Linked DNA regions of Rattus norvegicus: region 2 is linked to region 1. The links are chromatin contacts, called in public Hi-C maps. All regions are on one chromosome and are shown on one strand. The core of a region is the stretch at or near the end of the contact, and the rest is flanking DNA. Distances in the headings are between cores, read along the strand shown. Region 1 holds the start of Rpl11 (ribosomal protein L11). Region 2 holds the start of Kdm1a (lysine demethylase 1A).

Region 1 (7,828 bases), core at 3,406-5,905:
ACCAGGGGGAAAAGGTTCATATTTACTGCTATGGGCCGCAAGCTGGCAGGCCCTTCATTTTGTTTCCCAACACCAAGAGATTACCTTGTATGTCTCTCCTGGACCTGCATTCATCAGTCCAATGGTACCCTTTACCTCTGCAAAGCCCCGGAAGACTTGGCTTTCTTTCCAAAGAGAACTCATTGCTGTCAGAAATGGCTTGTCCCCCTTCTCTGGTGGAAAGAACCATATCTCTCACAGTAAAATCATCAGACATTTAGAGATCTGACTTGGTCACAGCATCTTTATGAGTGGCCTAATACCCTGTGGTTAAAGCAGCAAGGATTTTGATACCTGAGACCTCTAGCTACAGCTTGTCCTATGATATTGGCATGATGCTTGTGAGAGCCAATATCATGTCTCCCTTATTCACTTATCCATTGGTGCTGCTTATGCCTTTAACAGACTAATAGGTCTAATAACTCTTACATTTAGTATTCACAGTCTTTTTTTTTAAAGATTTATTTATTTATTATATATAAGTACACTGTAGCTGTCTTCAGATACACCAGAAGAGGGCATTGGATCTCTTTACAGATGGTTGTGAGCCACCATGTGGTTGCTGGGAATTGAACTCATGACCTCTGGAAGAGCAGTCGGGTGCTCTTAACCGCTGAGCCATCTCTCCAGCCCCTAGTATTCACAGTCTTAAACATTAGAGTCTCTATCAGCATCTGTCTGGCATCAGAGTTTGATATAGCTCTTTTTTTACAGCTGAAACCAAGCTTTACAAGAAATCCGTGAAAGCTTCCTTAGAGCCTTGTACAATCTTAGGGAATGAGGCTCCTCAACCTTATCCCAAACTATTTTTTTTTTAAGATTTATTCATTTATTATATATAAGTACACTGTAGCTGTCTTCAGACACACCAGAAGAGGGCATCGGATCTCTTTACAGATGGTTGTGAGCCACCATGTGGTTGCTGGGAATTGAACTCATGACCTCTGGAAGAGCAGTCGGGTGCTCTTAACCGCTGAGCCATCTCTCCAGCCCCTAGTATTCACAGTCTTAAACATTAGAGTCTCTATCAGCATCTGTCTGGCATCAGAGCTTGATATAGCTCTTTTTTTACAGCTGAAACCAAGCTTTACAAGAAATCCGTGAAAGCTTCCTTAGAGCCTTGTACAATCTTAGGGAATGAGGCTCCTCAACCTTATCCCAAACTATTTTTTTTTAAGATTTATTCATTTATTATATATAAGTACACTGTAGCTGTCTTCAGACACACCAGAAGAGGGCATCGGATCTCTTTACAGATGGTTGTGAGCCACCATGTGGTTGCTGGGGACTGAACTCAGGAAGAGCAGTCAGTGCCCTTAACCACTGAGCCATCTCTCCAGCCCTCAATCTTTTTTGAAATACAAAAAAAGGAGGAGGAAGAGGGAGCTGGAGAGATGGCTCAGTGGTTAAGAGCACCCAACTGCTCTTCCAGAGGTCCTGAGTTCAATTCCCAGCAACCACATGGTGGCTCACAACCATCTGTAAAGAGATCCGATGCCCTCTTCTGGTGTATCTGAAGACAGATACAGTGTACTTATATATAATAAATAAATCTTTAAAAAAAAAAAGGAGGAGGAAGAGAAGGAAGAAGAAAAGGAGGAAAAGGAGGAAGAGGAAGAGGAAGAGGAGGAGAATAGAGAAGAGCAGGGAGAAGAGGAGAATGGAGAAGAGGAGGAGGAGGAAGAAATAGAAATTCCCCTCTGAGAGCAGAGTGGGAAAGAACCCAGAGCCAGCAGCAGCAAATTAACTTTTTGGTGGTACCCTGAGGCAGAATATTCCTTCCTTCTTCCCTTGCCACTTCTTCTATGGCATTGGAAATCATGTGTCTCATTTTACCTAGCTCTAGGTTAGGTGTCACTTATAACTGGACTTTTTGGCTTTTTTATTGGGTTCATTTATCTAACACCCTTCTCCACCCCTACTCTACCCTAGTCCCTTCTGTATCATCATATCTCCAAACAGCTATCATCAATCCAGCAATCCAGCAAAAGCCTCAAATGCAACAGCCTGGACCAGCAGTGGCAGGGAGAAACAGTGGAGGGAGTAGCAGCTGTCACCAGCCCGCTTGGTCCTCTTGCATTTATACTCTCTCTTTTTTTTTTTTTTTTTTTTTTTTGGTTCTTTTTTTCGGAGCTGGGGACCGAACCCAGGGCCTTGCGGTTCCTAGGCAAGCGCTCTACCACTGAGCTAAATCCCCAACCCCGCATTTATACTCTCTTAAGTGCCCCCAAAATTCCAAACATAAACTAGCTACAGCTTGCAAAAATCACACCCCTTCTAGAGCATGAGACAAATCATAGTGGCTGTGGACAGTCCGAAGCAACCCCATATCCCCTGCCTGGGATTGAAACAAAAACATAATCGCATAACATAACTGGGTTTTTCAAGATTCTCATTACTTGCATGTGTAGGTTTCACGTGCCATGGCAGGAGTGTGAAAGTTGCAGGACAGTTTTGTGACGTCAGTTCTCTCCTTCTACCTGTACATGGGTTCTGAGGATTGAACTCAGATCATCGGCCTCGCATGTCTCCCCTGCGTAGGTTAGAGAGGGGTGTTGGGGGTAACAGAAGGGAGAGAATAGGCCATTTTTCTACCAAAGGCATATGTGTTCTTCTTTGCTCATGTATTCCTGTTAGAGAAACTGACTGAATCAAGGAAGGCCAGCATCTGCCTGGGATGTGGATTGTGGTGGTCCTCAGCCTTGAGTTCAGCTACTAAGGATTCAATGTAACCCTGGAAGGGGGCGTGTCCTACAGTCTGAACTGATGCTCTTGTCTCGGATGCATCTGTAAGCCACGGTAAGATCTCTTCTCTTCTCTTCTCTTCTCTTCTCTTCTCTTCTCTTCTCTTCTCTTCTCTTCTCTTCTCTTTCCCTTCCCTACTCCTCTCCTCTCCCTCCTCTCCATCCTCTCCATCCTCTTCCTCCTCTTCCTCTTCTTCCTTCTCCTCCTCCTCCTCCTTCTTCTTCCTCTCTCTCTCTCTCTCTCTCTCTCTCTCTCTCTCTCTCTCTCTCTCTCTCTCTCTCTCCCCTGCATCTCTGCTGTCCTCTCTTTTTAGCTAACCTGTTTAATACCTTTTTTGGAAGGTGAGCGTTGCTTGGATGTTGTATTCTAGGCTTGTATTAATCATAAAAGTAACAACTTACACACTTCACTACTTCACTGAATTTTCACAGTAACCCGTGACACTGAAGTACCTATTTTTTTTTTTTTTTCCCGGAGCTGGGGACCGAACTCAGGGCCTTGCGCATGCTAGCAAGCGCTCTACCACTGAGCTAAATCCCCAACCCCCTGAAGTACCTATTTTACACAAGGGGAAAGAAAACAGACTGAAATCATTTAAATTAGTAACTAGTAAGTTGAATTAAAACCACACCTGCCTGTATTCACAGCTCAGGACTCTATTTTCAAATTTTATTTAGCATTTATTAGTTTATCTATATGAAAAATTTTCCCCCCGCACATGTGTTCTTGCAAGTGTGTGTCTGGCGTCCTCGGGAGGAAGGCAAGGGCATCAGACTGTAACAGCTGATTTAAGCCACTACGCTGATTAGTATAACTTCTATGTTAACATTGTTACAAAATAAATGCCCTAGAATCTGTACAGTTTATCCTTTTACTTATGTAAACGAGTGTTCTATCTGCATGTACACCTGCATACTAGAAGAGGGCATCAGTTTAGTTGATTGTGAGCCACCATGAGGTTGCTGGGATTTGAACTCAGGACCTGTGGAAGAGCTGTCAATGCTCTTAACTACTGCACCATCTCTCCAGCCTCAGCTTATTTTGAAAATTTTGCTTATTTTTTTTTATTTATATGGGTGTTTTGCCTGCCTGCCTGCATAACCTGGTGCCTGTAGATGCCAGAAGAGGGATCTGTCTCCCTGGAACTGGAGTTACAGCCAGTTTTTTTTTTTTCTCCTTCGGAGCTGGGGATCGAACCTAGATGCCTTGCGCTTGCTAGGCAAGCGCTCTACCACTGAGCTAAATCCCCAACCCCAGCCAGTTTTGAAATACAGCGTACATGCTGGGAACTTTGCAAACCAAGGTCCACTTAAAGTACGGCTATGACTCTGTTCTTGAAGTGATGGACTCAAGAACATACCAGTCTACCTGGTTTTCAAAAGACCTGGTCTTTAGCCCGAGATGACTGCAGTTCCGAGGACGATCCACTAGAGGAGGCAGCGCCAAGACAACCGTGCCTCTCTTTCCCACTCTCACCTCGTTTGTCAGCCTAGGAGAAAAATCCCGCCTCCTGACCCATAAGGCCACGGGGCCGGAAGTCCCACTCTCTCTTCCTGTTCTCCACCATGGCGGTGAGTAGAGCAAGAGTTGCTTTTGCCTCTCTTTCATCCATCTCCATCCGCGGCCGGCGGAGCCCACGAGGGCTGTTTCGCCGGTGGCTGGAGGAGGACGGAGCCCGCGATGCTGGTGGCATTAAGACCGGCAGGGCTGTGCGGGCGCAGGGCTCGCCCGTCACGTCGCCGCCCATCGTAGGAATGGGGCTCAGGTCAGCGGCCCCGAGGGCCCAGACGCGGGGTCTGGGGGCTTCCGGGAGCGCGAGCGGAATGTGCCGAGCTCTCTGTCGGGTCCCAGCCCAGGGGACTTGAAGCTTGTTTGGTGCTGGGGAGCATCTGCGGGTCCCTACTCAGGACTGGTGCTCGCTTGCAGACAGCTTGGGAAGGAGGAGGGCAGGTCGCGTAGGCCGATGTTTCCTGTAGTTTGTCATTTTAAGGTTACATTGTATTCTCTCCTGTCTGATTGGCTTTCTATAAGCTCTTGTGTCTATTACCCAGAAACATCGACCGCCTTAGCATTCAGGCTTACTCAGTGCTCCTCCGCCCCAAACACTGAGACCTTTTTAGTCCTTAGTCCATAGGATTCGGGACCGTAGAGATCAGACTGGAGAAGACATTGGCTTCTCGACTTTGACGGCTGCGTTTACTCTTTTCTGCAGCAAGATCAGGGTGAAAAGGAGAACCCCATGCGGGAACTTCGTATCCGCAAGCTCTGCCTCAATATCTGCGTGGGGGAGAGTGGAGACAGACTGACCCGAGCAGCCAAGGTGTTGGAGCAGCTCACAGGCCAGACCCCTGTGTTTTCCAAAGGTGAGTGGTGATGGGCTAGCCAGAGAGGCGTGGATGGAAGGCCTCAGTCCATCTAGCCGGAACAGGAGTGCGAATAGGGAGCTAGAGTAGACGTGTAGTATTCCGCCTGGTTGACAGGTAAGAACAGGGTTAATACATTACACTGCTGGGGTGAGAGACTATCCGTTCTTATTCTTAATATTCATGTTCGTATCTGAGTACTCTGTTTGCTTGACAGAAGAGGGCGTGAGATGTTGTTATAGATGGTTGTGAACCACCATGTGGGTGCTGCTGGGATTTGAACTCAGGACCTCTTTAAACCACTGAGCCACCTCTCCAGCCCCCTATCAGTGCTTCTTAACTTTAGGCTCTACCTCAGCTTCCTTAAAATGAATTCTGATTCCCTTGTGTGGCCACATGGGAGGTGTTAATGTGCTTGAAACATGGGGTCTGTTGGGAGTGTGGTTATAGGTGGTCTGTTGTTGGGATTGGATACCCTTTCTTAGTACCACCGGTGAGCCTGGGCTAGTTAGCCTCAGGACATCTGGACAGTCGGCCTTTTGAAAATACTAGCTTTTACCAATGTCAACCTCCCAGCTTGTCCCTTCCACACCCCATTCTGGATTTTGAATGCAGGTTCCTGTATGATAGAGCATAATGTTAAGCTAGGCCTGGTAGCCTATGATTGTAACTCCTGTACCCGGACTGAAACAGGAAGATTGCTCCCAGGTCAAGGCCAGCCTGGGCTACATTTGACATTCTCAAGGAGTATTAACGGTGCTAACCTTTGTCTCTGACTTGCCTAATGTCATGAACTCTGGGGATTGTAATGTTCTTAGCTGAAGTGCGGCTGGGGACATTAGAGCTGGAAAGCTCTGTTCTGTGTTGGTGGGTGAGGTTGATTAACACGTTAGATGCCGGGCAGTGGGAGTAAAATGTTACCTACCTCTCTGTTCCCTTCTTGCAGCTAGATACACCGTCAGGTCCTTTGGCATCCGGAGAAATGAGAAAATCGCTGTTCACTGCACTGTCCGTGGAGCCAAGGCAGAGGAGATTCTGGAGAAAGGCCTGAAGGTGAGGTGGGCTGGCCTGGAAGTGGGGAACATTTGATGGATGATGAGAGATGATTTGGTTTAAGGGAAGGGTTGCCTGTTCTCCTGGCTGGGATGCACAGAGTTTTGGTTTTGCTCCGGACCTTCTGGGTGTTGGTCTGAGCTCATACTATGCTCTTTAAACACAAGGAATAACCTGGTTGCTCTTTATGTCTCCTCAGGTGCGAGAGTACGAATTACGGAAGAATAACTTCTCAGATACCGGCAACTTTGGCTTTGGGATTCAGGAACACATTGACCTAGGCATCAAATATGACCCAAGCATTGGCATCTATGGCCTGGATTTCTATGTGGTATGTGGAATGTGGACTTCTTGATCCCAAGCTGCCTGTGGGGAGAGGGCCTGCTGCTCCTCTGTCTGTTGTCCGCACATGCTGTCTTGCTGTTGGGATGTAGTGCTGGGTTGAAGTCTGTGTCTTGTCTGCCTGTGTGTCCCCCTTGAGAGAAGGGCCTTGTTCTAGCAAGTGTACAGGTTCAACCACACAGGGTTGACAGGTCTCTGCTGTGCAAAGCTCTCTGGGAGAAACCTGTGCTGCCTTTGTCCCTGGCATTGGCTACCCTGTCTCCACTCATCCCTAGTCTCTGGCACACGTGAGTTCTGTGGGGAAGACATGGAAACAGACTGTGCTCAAGTGGGGTTTTCATGTGGAAATGACTCTGTTACCACAGTGCTTCTGTGAGAGCAAAGAGCCAGACGTAAAAGTGAGACCTGAGGGGGAGGTCGGTTAGGGCGGCAGAGCTCTGGGCAGCTTCTGAACCAAGGGGGTGAGTGTGCCTTTGTGCCTTTGGGTGCTTTACATTTCTTCACATTACACATGTTGAAGGTTTTTGTTGTGAGGCAGGGTCTTTGGTTTACAGCCCAGGCTGGCCTTGAACTCCCTGCATGTTAGTATTACATGTGTGTCTGGTGCCTAGAGGCCAGAACAGGTCAAGGGAATCAGATCCCTCTTGAGACTGACGTTACAAGGCTGGAGACCAGTTGGGGAAGGAGCCTGCAGGGCATGTGTGTTCAGAGCTTGGTGTGTTGTCCGGGTAGCTAACGACACTTCCGTCCAACAGAGGTACTGGTCTTGCTTCAGAATCTGTTAAGTTTCTGGATGACTTGAAGATCGGTCTCTAATGTGTGAGTCTTGTCTGTCCACTGGTGACCCGGCCCTAGGCTGGCTAGATGACTGTTGGTTATTCTGGCACAGGTGCTGGGTAGGCCAGGTTTCAGCATCGCAGACAAGAAGCGCAGAACAGGCTGCATTGGGGCCAAACACAGAATCAGCAAAGAGGAGGCCATGCGCTGGTTCCAGCAGAAGGTAAAGCTGATTTCCCCCAGTGAACTGGTGGTGTGTGGTGCTGGTGGCTGGTGTTGGGTGGGAGCTCTGAACACAGTGCTGTTGGGTGGGTAGCTTGTGGAAAGATTGGATACTGGGGTGACTTCGTTAAACGGCTCCCAGGGTTGGTGGTGGAAAGGTCTTGAGTGTAGGTGTCTGGAGTCAGAATTGTCAAACTAGTTTTTGCTGCAGTTCTTGCTGTGGACGCTCGTTCTGAAAACAAAATTTCTTCTCTTTCAGTATGATGGCATCATCCTTCCTGGCAAAT
Region 2 (7,828 bases), core at 1,834-4,333, 560 kb before region 1:
CTGCGCCCCTATTAGGCAGTGCTTTCCATGCCTTGATGGCTATTTCATTAATTTGGCTATAAACTTGTTCTGGATAATCAGTCTGGTCCAGAGCGAATCTCCCTAGACCCAATAGCATGTCAGTGTCCCAATGTCTCTGAGGGTCTACTCCTGAGGCCAGATTAATGGCGGCCTGAGTATTAGCGTATTCAAAAAGATAAGATTTCCAATCTAAGTATTGACCTGAGGAGAGGCAGGCTTTAGCCAGACTTCCCCAATCCCCAGGGGTGAGGCAATACCTAGCAACAGCCTCAACTTGAGCCATAACAAAAGCTGCACTGACCCCATAGGTTCTGACTGATTCTGCCAATTGCTTCATAGTCTTAAAGTCAATGGGTTCATGATATCTATGCCCGTTAGCATCCAGAAACACTGGAAAACTTAATTCCATCTCTTTCCACACCTCTGGGCAAAAGGAAGCAGCCCCTGCTGGCTTCACCATGCTTTTATATTGAAGGTTATACGGAGGTGCTGTTGGTATAACTGCTTTCTTGCCTAGTCTCTCCCTCTCACACTGAGCAGCCTCTTCCTCGAGATCAGCCTCATCATCCTCACATCGTTTATCCTCTAAGCAGGCAGGGACCGTTCGCCAAAGAGGTTTTGGTCCGGGCTTAAGCTTGCCCTCTGTGGCTTCTCTATCCCACACAAAGAAGAAAAGAAACAAAATTACAAGCCCTACCCACAAAGGATCAATTGGAAACAACATTGCCGTAGTTCCCAAACCTTTCCGCCTCTATACCAAGGCTTTTATTGTCTCTGCTTACCTCCAGAGAACTTTATTTATCTTACCTCCCTTATCCGGGAACTTTCCGACAATGCGGAGTTCTGAGATCCACGAGGATGTCCTCGGTTCACCTTACGGGCCACCACTTGTCGCGCCCACCTTGGCCGGCAAGGAAGATGCAACAGGGTTGGATTCTTCTCAACAGCCTTTACTGCAGGACACCTTCATTCTTGATATAGGGAGGCGGCGGCGGCAGCAGCCAGCCCTAAGTGTTACAGCTCCAAGAGTGTTACAGCTCCAAGTGTTACAGCTTCAAATGTTACGGCGCCCAGCCGCAAAGCCGCTCGCCTTATATACACAGCAGTATGCTAATATTCTTTCAGGGATTGGTGGGGCACGAGTCATCCAGCTACTTGTCCTCCAGAGATTGGCGCGGCATGAACTTCATTAGCATAGTACCGCCCCAGCCAGACTGACATCAGGTACAAAACCCCACGCATGCGCAGTACTGTTGTTCACAACAGGAGGGCGCCAGATTCACCTCATTATCATACAGCTGCCCTGACAGGGGACAAGCCTGCGCATGCGCGGTAAGTTATTCCCATTCAGACGGGGCTGGCTGTCGGTGCCATCTTTACTTCGCCGCCGCTCCTACAATTTATGGTGGAGGAGCAGGGCTTAGCACCAGCCTTCCTTCCATCACCAACTCTTCCCTATATTGCTCTCTACATTCCCCACAAAGCCTGCTCCAGTCCCTCGATAGACTTCTACCATAGTCGCTGACTTTGCTGATTGTGACCATGAGAACTTCACACAAGGGACATACATGGTACTGTGAATGCGGTTTTTTTCGTCCTGCATACCGTTTTTGTTTGTTGGCTTGTTTTTTTGAAATAGGGTTTCTCAGGGTAGCCCTGGCCATCCTGGAACTTGCTCTGTAGACCAGGGTGGCCTCAAACTCAGAGCCTGCCTCTGCCTCCCATGTGCTTGGGATTAAAGGCATGCACAATTACCTTCACGCTTTTTAAAGGTTTGTTTTGTTCACAGAGTTCAGTGAATTTTGGTGGATACTGGCAACCCTGTATCACCGCAATCACAGTATGGAATTTCCTCCGGCAACCTTCCTCCTGCTGTTTTTTGCAGTCAACTTCATCACCTTGGAAGAATTAAACAAGCAAAGAAGCAAACAAGCAAAACCCTGTAACAGGACCCCAGATCTTAGTAGGCTGAAAGACTAACTCAATGGTGGATGTACCATTCGAGCTGTAAAACTCAGCACATAGACAGCACCTGCCAAAACTAAAACAAAGACCTAATCCATCAAAGCCCACAGCTCTGGAAAATGTTCTAACCTTGCTTTTTGGCTTTTGTGGTTCTGCTTCTGGCTAACTGTTCTTGTTAACTCAAGTATGTCAACCCAGGACTTTTTTTTTTTTTTTTTTTTTTTTGTGCGTAAAATCTCGCCCTGAGAAAGGCTCCAGGCTGCATTGAAATCTTAAGCACCCAGTGTAGTTACCAGCCAGCTAATAAAGACTTTCTATTGGCCTAAACCCATGTCCGAGCATTCTTCTCTGGCGAATAACGCCCCTCCCCCAACATCCTATACATCTCAACATCTCATGAATAAACCCCCACATTCTCCAGCATTAGAAAGAACTGACCTACGTTGAAGAAGTGTTATGTGCCTGGAGAGATGGGGGATGGAGGAGGCATGGCAGTGGGCATGAATGTAGGCGGTGTGCCGCCCCAAGAAAGAAAATAAGCAAGGCTTGGCGACAGGAGCGAGTTCACTTTGACTCAAACTAGAATTTCCTCAATTCTCTCTATTTTATTACCGTGGAAAGTCGTGTACTCTTTATTTTCACACAGTCCAAGCAGGACAACTATGAAGTTAGTTTCCCTAACTCAACTCTGGGGATAACTCGGGGTCATACACATTCTGGGCAAGTTCTCTAAAGATTGAGGTACATAGCACAGGATAATTAAGTGATCATTAATTTAGTCGTACTTCAACCCTTGTCCCGCAGTGAGAATTAGTTATTACTACTATTATTACTTCAACGGTATTAGTTGAAGTGAATGGTGTATGGGTAAATGCGGGAGTGACTCTTGAGAGTCCTTGTTGGACGTGGTCCTGGGAGGTGCAGCCGAGCTCAGAATCCGGTCAAAGGGATGTGCTAGGGCGGACTCCCAATCGCAGGGGGCGCTCTAGATCAGCCTCGCGCTCGATGCTGAGGCTCCGCTCTAGCCTCCGGGACGCTGCTCTATGGTCTTGAGCAGGGGGACAAGCTGCTGCTTTTTGTCCTGACGCGGCGAGAGCGCGCAGGGCGCGTGCGCACGCGGAGGTGCTCGGTTTCGCGCGGACCGTGTGAGGTTCGGAGCGGAGAGGCGAGAGGCGGCTGCGGACCCACGGAGCGGCAGACCGAGCGGCCCCTGCGGCCCGCGGCGGCCAGGCGGCCCGAGATGTTGTCTGGGAAGAAGGCGGCGGCGGCGGCAGCGGCGGCGGCGGCAGCAGCGGCTGGGACAGAGGCCGGGCCCGGGGCGGCGGGCGGCGCCGAGAACGGCTCTGAGGTGGCCGCGCCGCCCGCGGGCCTGGCGGGCCCCGCCGACATTGCTACGGGGGCGGCGGGCGAGCGCACTCCCCGAAAGAAGGAGCCTCCGCGGGCCTCGCCGCCCGGAGGCCTGGCCGAGCCGCCTGGGTCCGCCGGGCCTCAGGCGGGGCCCACAGCCGGGCCCGGCTCCGCTACACCCATGGAGACAGGAATAGCCGAGACCCCGGAGGGCCGACGGACCAGCCGACGCAAGCGGGCGAAGGTGAGACCCGGGTTCAGGCTCTGGTCCCGGGGACCCGGGTGGGAGTGGGGGCGGGGTAAGGGAGGCCCGGCCTTTGTGCGGGGACCCGGGGTATCGGTCACAGGAGGGTGTGACCGTGATCCTCTGACTGGGAAAGATGGCTTCCCGACGCGTTTGTCTACCTGTGTGGCTGGTGTGTGCGGACGTCGGGCGCACGGGGGAGATGAGTGTGATGCTTTAGAGTCAAGCTTCATGAAAAGGAAGAGACCTCTCTTTCCCTTTTCCTTTCTTTCCTTTTTCTTTTTTTTTCTTTTTTCTTTTTTTCGGAGCTGGGGACCGAACCCAGGGCCTTGCGCTTGCTAGGCAAGCGCTCTACCACTGAGCTAAATCCCCAACCCCTCCTTTTCTTTTTCAAGGTTTTGCTGTACGCCAAGTAGACTCTCTTTACCCACCCCCCCTTTTTTTTTTAAAGATTTATTCATTTATTTATATAAGTACACTGTAGCTGTCTTCAGACACACCAGAAGAGGGCATCGGATCTCTTTACAGATGGTTGTGAGCCACCATGTGGTTGCTGGGAATTGAACTCATGACCTCTGGAAGAGCAGTCTCTTAACCGATGAGCCATCTCTCCAGCCTCCCCCCCCCCCTTTTTTTTAAACAATCATTTATTGTGTGTCTGCGAGTTGAGGTACGGACAGCTCGCCCGAGTCCGTCCTAGTCTTTCCACCACGCTAAGGAATCGAACTAGTTGTCAGGCCTGGCAGCCAGCGGGATCGTGGGCCCCGAGTAGATTTTTACAAATGTGGAAGCGGATGAAGAGTATCAGTTTGGTCACGGTGCTAATATAAAGATAAAGATTTGGCATCAGATCCAACACTATACACAGATAATCTCTGTCTCACACCTCAGTATACCAGATGGTGCATTTGGCACCAGGCCAGCGCTTTTCGTTTTCGAAAACACCACTGGTATTGTTAATAACCTCACTTTAAGAATGAATAAAGTGAAGTTTAGTTTCAAAGTTTGGTGTTTTGACAAGGTGTCATTCGTTACTGAAACAAAAAACAAAACAAAACAACAACAACAAAAAAAGCCCTCATACAGTAACATCGCCAAGCATTGGTGCAGCTTTATTGCACAGCATTGGCTTTTCCCAGAGATTCTCAATCTGGAAATAAGAGATATGTATGGATGGGTATGTAGTGCATACAAGAAGTAGTCTAAAGATGTGACTGGATGGCACAGGAGTTGCCAAGAAGGATTGAGAACCAGCGTTTCTGCCCGTAGCACCTCAAGATAAATACAAATGTTGGGTAAAGTGTGGCTTAGGTAACTTTTTGTACACTGTTCTCTCCTGCTGTGCTGGGGAGTTGAACCTTTTGTGTGGTAGACAGGTTCTCTACCACTGTACTGTATCACCAGTTCTTGGTATTTTGAAACTAAGTTGCCAGGTTGGCCCTGAATTTATCTTGTGACTGAGACAGGGCTTGAACTTGTAATGCTCCTGGGTCAACCTTCCGAGTCACTGGGGCTCTAGGCCTGTCTCACTAGGCCTGGCTTGTTTTGGTTTTGATTAACAAACATTTTGTTATGTTGCTCAGTTAGATCTCAAATTCTTGTGCTCAACTTATAGTGCCCCCTAGGCTTCCAGAGTGGTCACTGCACTGTGCAGGCTGCTGGGTATCGTTTTTTTTGCAAGTTGGTCCAGAGAGCCTCAGCTTCCTGCTTGAGAACTTCATACTCACTGCTCATTAAAATGAATTTGGAGGAAAGGTGGTTTGTTTTTTTGGGGGGGGGGGCTTTTATCAGACATGCATTAGGAAGGTGGGGTATTGGGATATAGATGGAGAGGGAGGGACAAAGGAGGGTCAACCAGAACTAATTATGTGTGAAAATGCCATAAAGAAACCTGCCAAACATGTTTTTAAAACCCACAAAACTAGAATCCTCTTTTAAACTTCTGAAGAAAGTGCATGTGGGACCACAAAAAACACAGTGACACCCTACCCCCAAGATAATTTGAATACATTTCAATCTGCCTGCATTAGTTTTTTTTTTTTTTTTAAGATTTATTTATTTTATGTATGTGAGTACACTGTTGCTGTCTTCAGACACACCAGAAGAGGGTATCAGATCTCATTACAGATGGTTGTGAGCCACTATGTGGTTACTGGGAATTGAACTCAGAACCTCTGGAAGAGCAGCCACTGCACTCAACCACTGAGCCATCTGTCCAGCCCCAACCCCCTTTGGTTGACTTCAACCCTTGGACATGAAAGAGGGCAGAATCCAGTAGGATTCCATTTTATCAAGTCATGACCAGAAACTGAGATAATTTAAAACACATTTGAGGTCTGGAGAGATGTCTCAGAAGTTAAGATTGCTGTCTGCTCTCTCAGAGGTCCTGAGTTCAATTCCTAGCAACCACTTGGTGGCACAGAACCATTTAGAATGAGGTCTGGTGCCCTCTTCTGGCGTGCAAGCATACATGCAGGCAGAATACTGTACATAATGGATGAATGGATGAATGAATGAATAATCTTTAAAACAAAACAGATATGAGATAATTAATTTGCCGGTGTTGCTTTTTAAATTATGTATTCATAAGATAAAAATAGCACCACAGTCAATTTAGAACATTTCACTGTTTCCCAGAGACACCTGTATTCTAGTTGTCTTTTCTCATCTCCCTACCTGCAGCCCCTGGCAATCACTGGTCTACTGTCTGACTATATGGAGTTATATCTGAATATCCTCTTCTAAATATCCTGTATGCAGCCTCAGTATATGTGGACCTTTGATTTTGTCTCATTTGATGGACTTTTTTGGGAGTCTCACTTTTGCTGTTATGTATAATGTAGTTATGAACAGTAATGTACAGCATGCAAGCATACACTTTCAAGTCTCTTATAATACTGTAGAGGAATTTTAATCCAGCAACATGGCTGCTTTGGGAAGGGATCAGAGCCAAAGACCTACTAGTACACATCTCAAATCCCAAACAATATAGGTAAAGTGACAAATCAGACTTGAGAATGAGTCAGAGATAGGATACGTCTAACTCTCACCAGAACCGCAGAGAAAAGAGTAGCAATTTAAGAGAGCAGCATAGAGAGGGAGAGGGAGAAAGGCAGTCTCACAGAGACAGGTTGCAGGTGAAGGCAGATGAGCCAGAGCAGGAGAAGGCAGAAGATTAGAACAAATTGCCAGAGTTAGTTTGAGGCTAAGCAGAGCAATTTAGTGAGACGCAGCTAAGAAGCCAGTTTGAATCAGCCAGCTTGGAGAGGAGTTTGGGCCAGAACAGCTGAGTCCAGCCAGAGTTCAGTGTGAACTAGAAAGGGTGAGCTTATTCAGCAGTAAGCCTCTGAGACACAATTACATCTGAGAAAATAAAATTTACTTTTGCATAATACCTGGATTATAATGGGTGAGTCACATGTGAATTCCGGTTTTTTTTTGTGAGGAATTGTTACCAAATGCTTTTCTAAAGTAGCAGCTAGAGTTTCACCTTTTCATTTGCAATGTGTGTGGGTTCTGTTTCTCCAGATCTTTGTACTTAGCATTGTCTGTCTTTTTATAGCCGTCTTTGTGAAATGCTATTTCATTGTAGTTCGATGTTCATTTTTTCAAAATGGCTAATGATGTTGAACATGGTTTTTGTTTTTGTTTTTTACATTTGTATGTAAGATAGCTATTAAAAAAGTTTGTAGTTTTTTTAAAGGACAACCCAAGCTGGTCTTAAACTTACTGTGTACTTGAGAATGACCTTACGTTTCTAATCACTTGCATTCACCTTTTGTTTTTTTGACAGAGGATTTGGGTTTCTTTGTGGAACAGCCCTTGCTGTTTTGGAACTCAGATTTGTAAACTAGGCTAGCCTTAAACTCAACAGAGTTCTACCTGCCTTTGCCCGCGTGCTGGGACTAAACGTCACATTCAGCTCTGCATCCACTTCTTAATTGCAGTGTGTCATTTGTACCCATTTATATCCAGCTCTGGGGATCAAACCCAAGGCGTCCTGTGTAGTAGACAGGCTCTATACTAGGTGAGCTGTATCCCCATCTCTACCTTCTTCTTGGCTCAGATTTTTAAAAAACAGGTTTAGAAGAGTGTTTTAAAGTAAGATTTTTAAAAGGATTTATTATATGTAAGTACACTGTAGCTGTCTTCAGACACATCATAAGAGGGCATCAGAACCCATTACAGATGGTTGTGAGCCACCATGTGGTTGCTGGGATTTGAACTCAGGACCTCTGGAAGAGCAGTCAA

The links. Hi-C and Micro-C count contacts between places; a contact is called where the count stands out from the background.
Region 2: a Hi-C map of liver shows a contact between it and region 1, with 9 times the contacts expected there. The contact joins the promoter of Kdm1a here to the promoter of Rpl11 in region 1. A contact is called at or near these places in 2 of 12 Hi-C or Micro-C datasets (liver and mammary epithelial cells).

What each region holds. Positions count from the first base shown.
Region 1 is chr5:153,557,629-153,565,456 of GRCr8, reverse strand. It overlaps Rpl11 (ribosomal protein L11), which reads left to right and starts at 4,655. Exons shown (of 5, transcript NM_001025739.1): 1 at 4,655-5,147; 2 at 6,094-6,200; 3 at 6,400-6,531; 4 at 7,432-7,542; 5 at 7,801-7,828. The coding sequence starts at 5,024. All of the region lies in intron 2 of LOC134487012 (a long non-coding RNA gene), which reads right to left.
Region 2 is chr5:154,117,030-154,124,857 of GRCr8, reverse strand. Kdm1a (lysine demethylase 1A) reads left to right here and starts at 3,083. Exons shown (of 20, transcript NM_001130098.1): 1 at 3,083-3,577. The coding sequence starts at 3,227.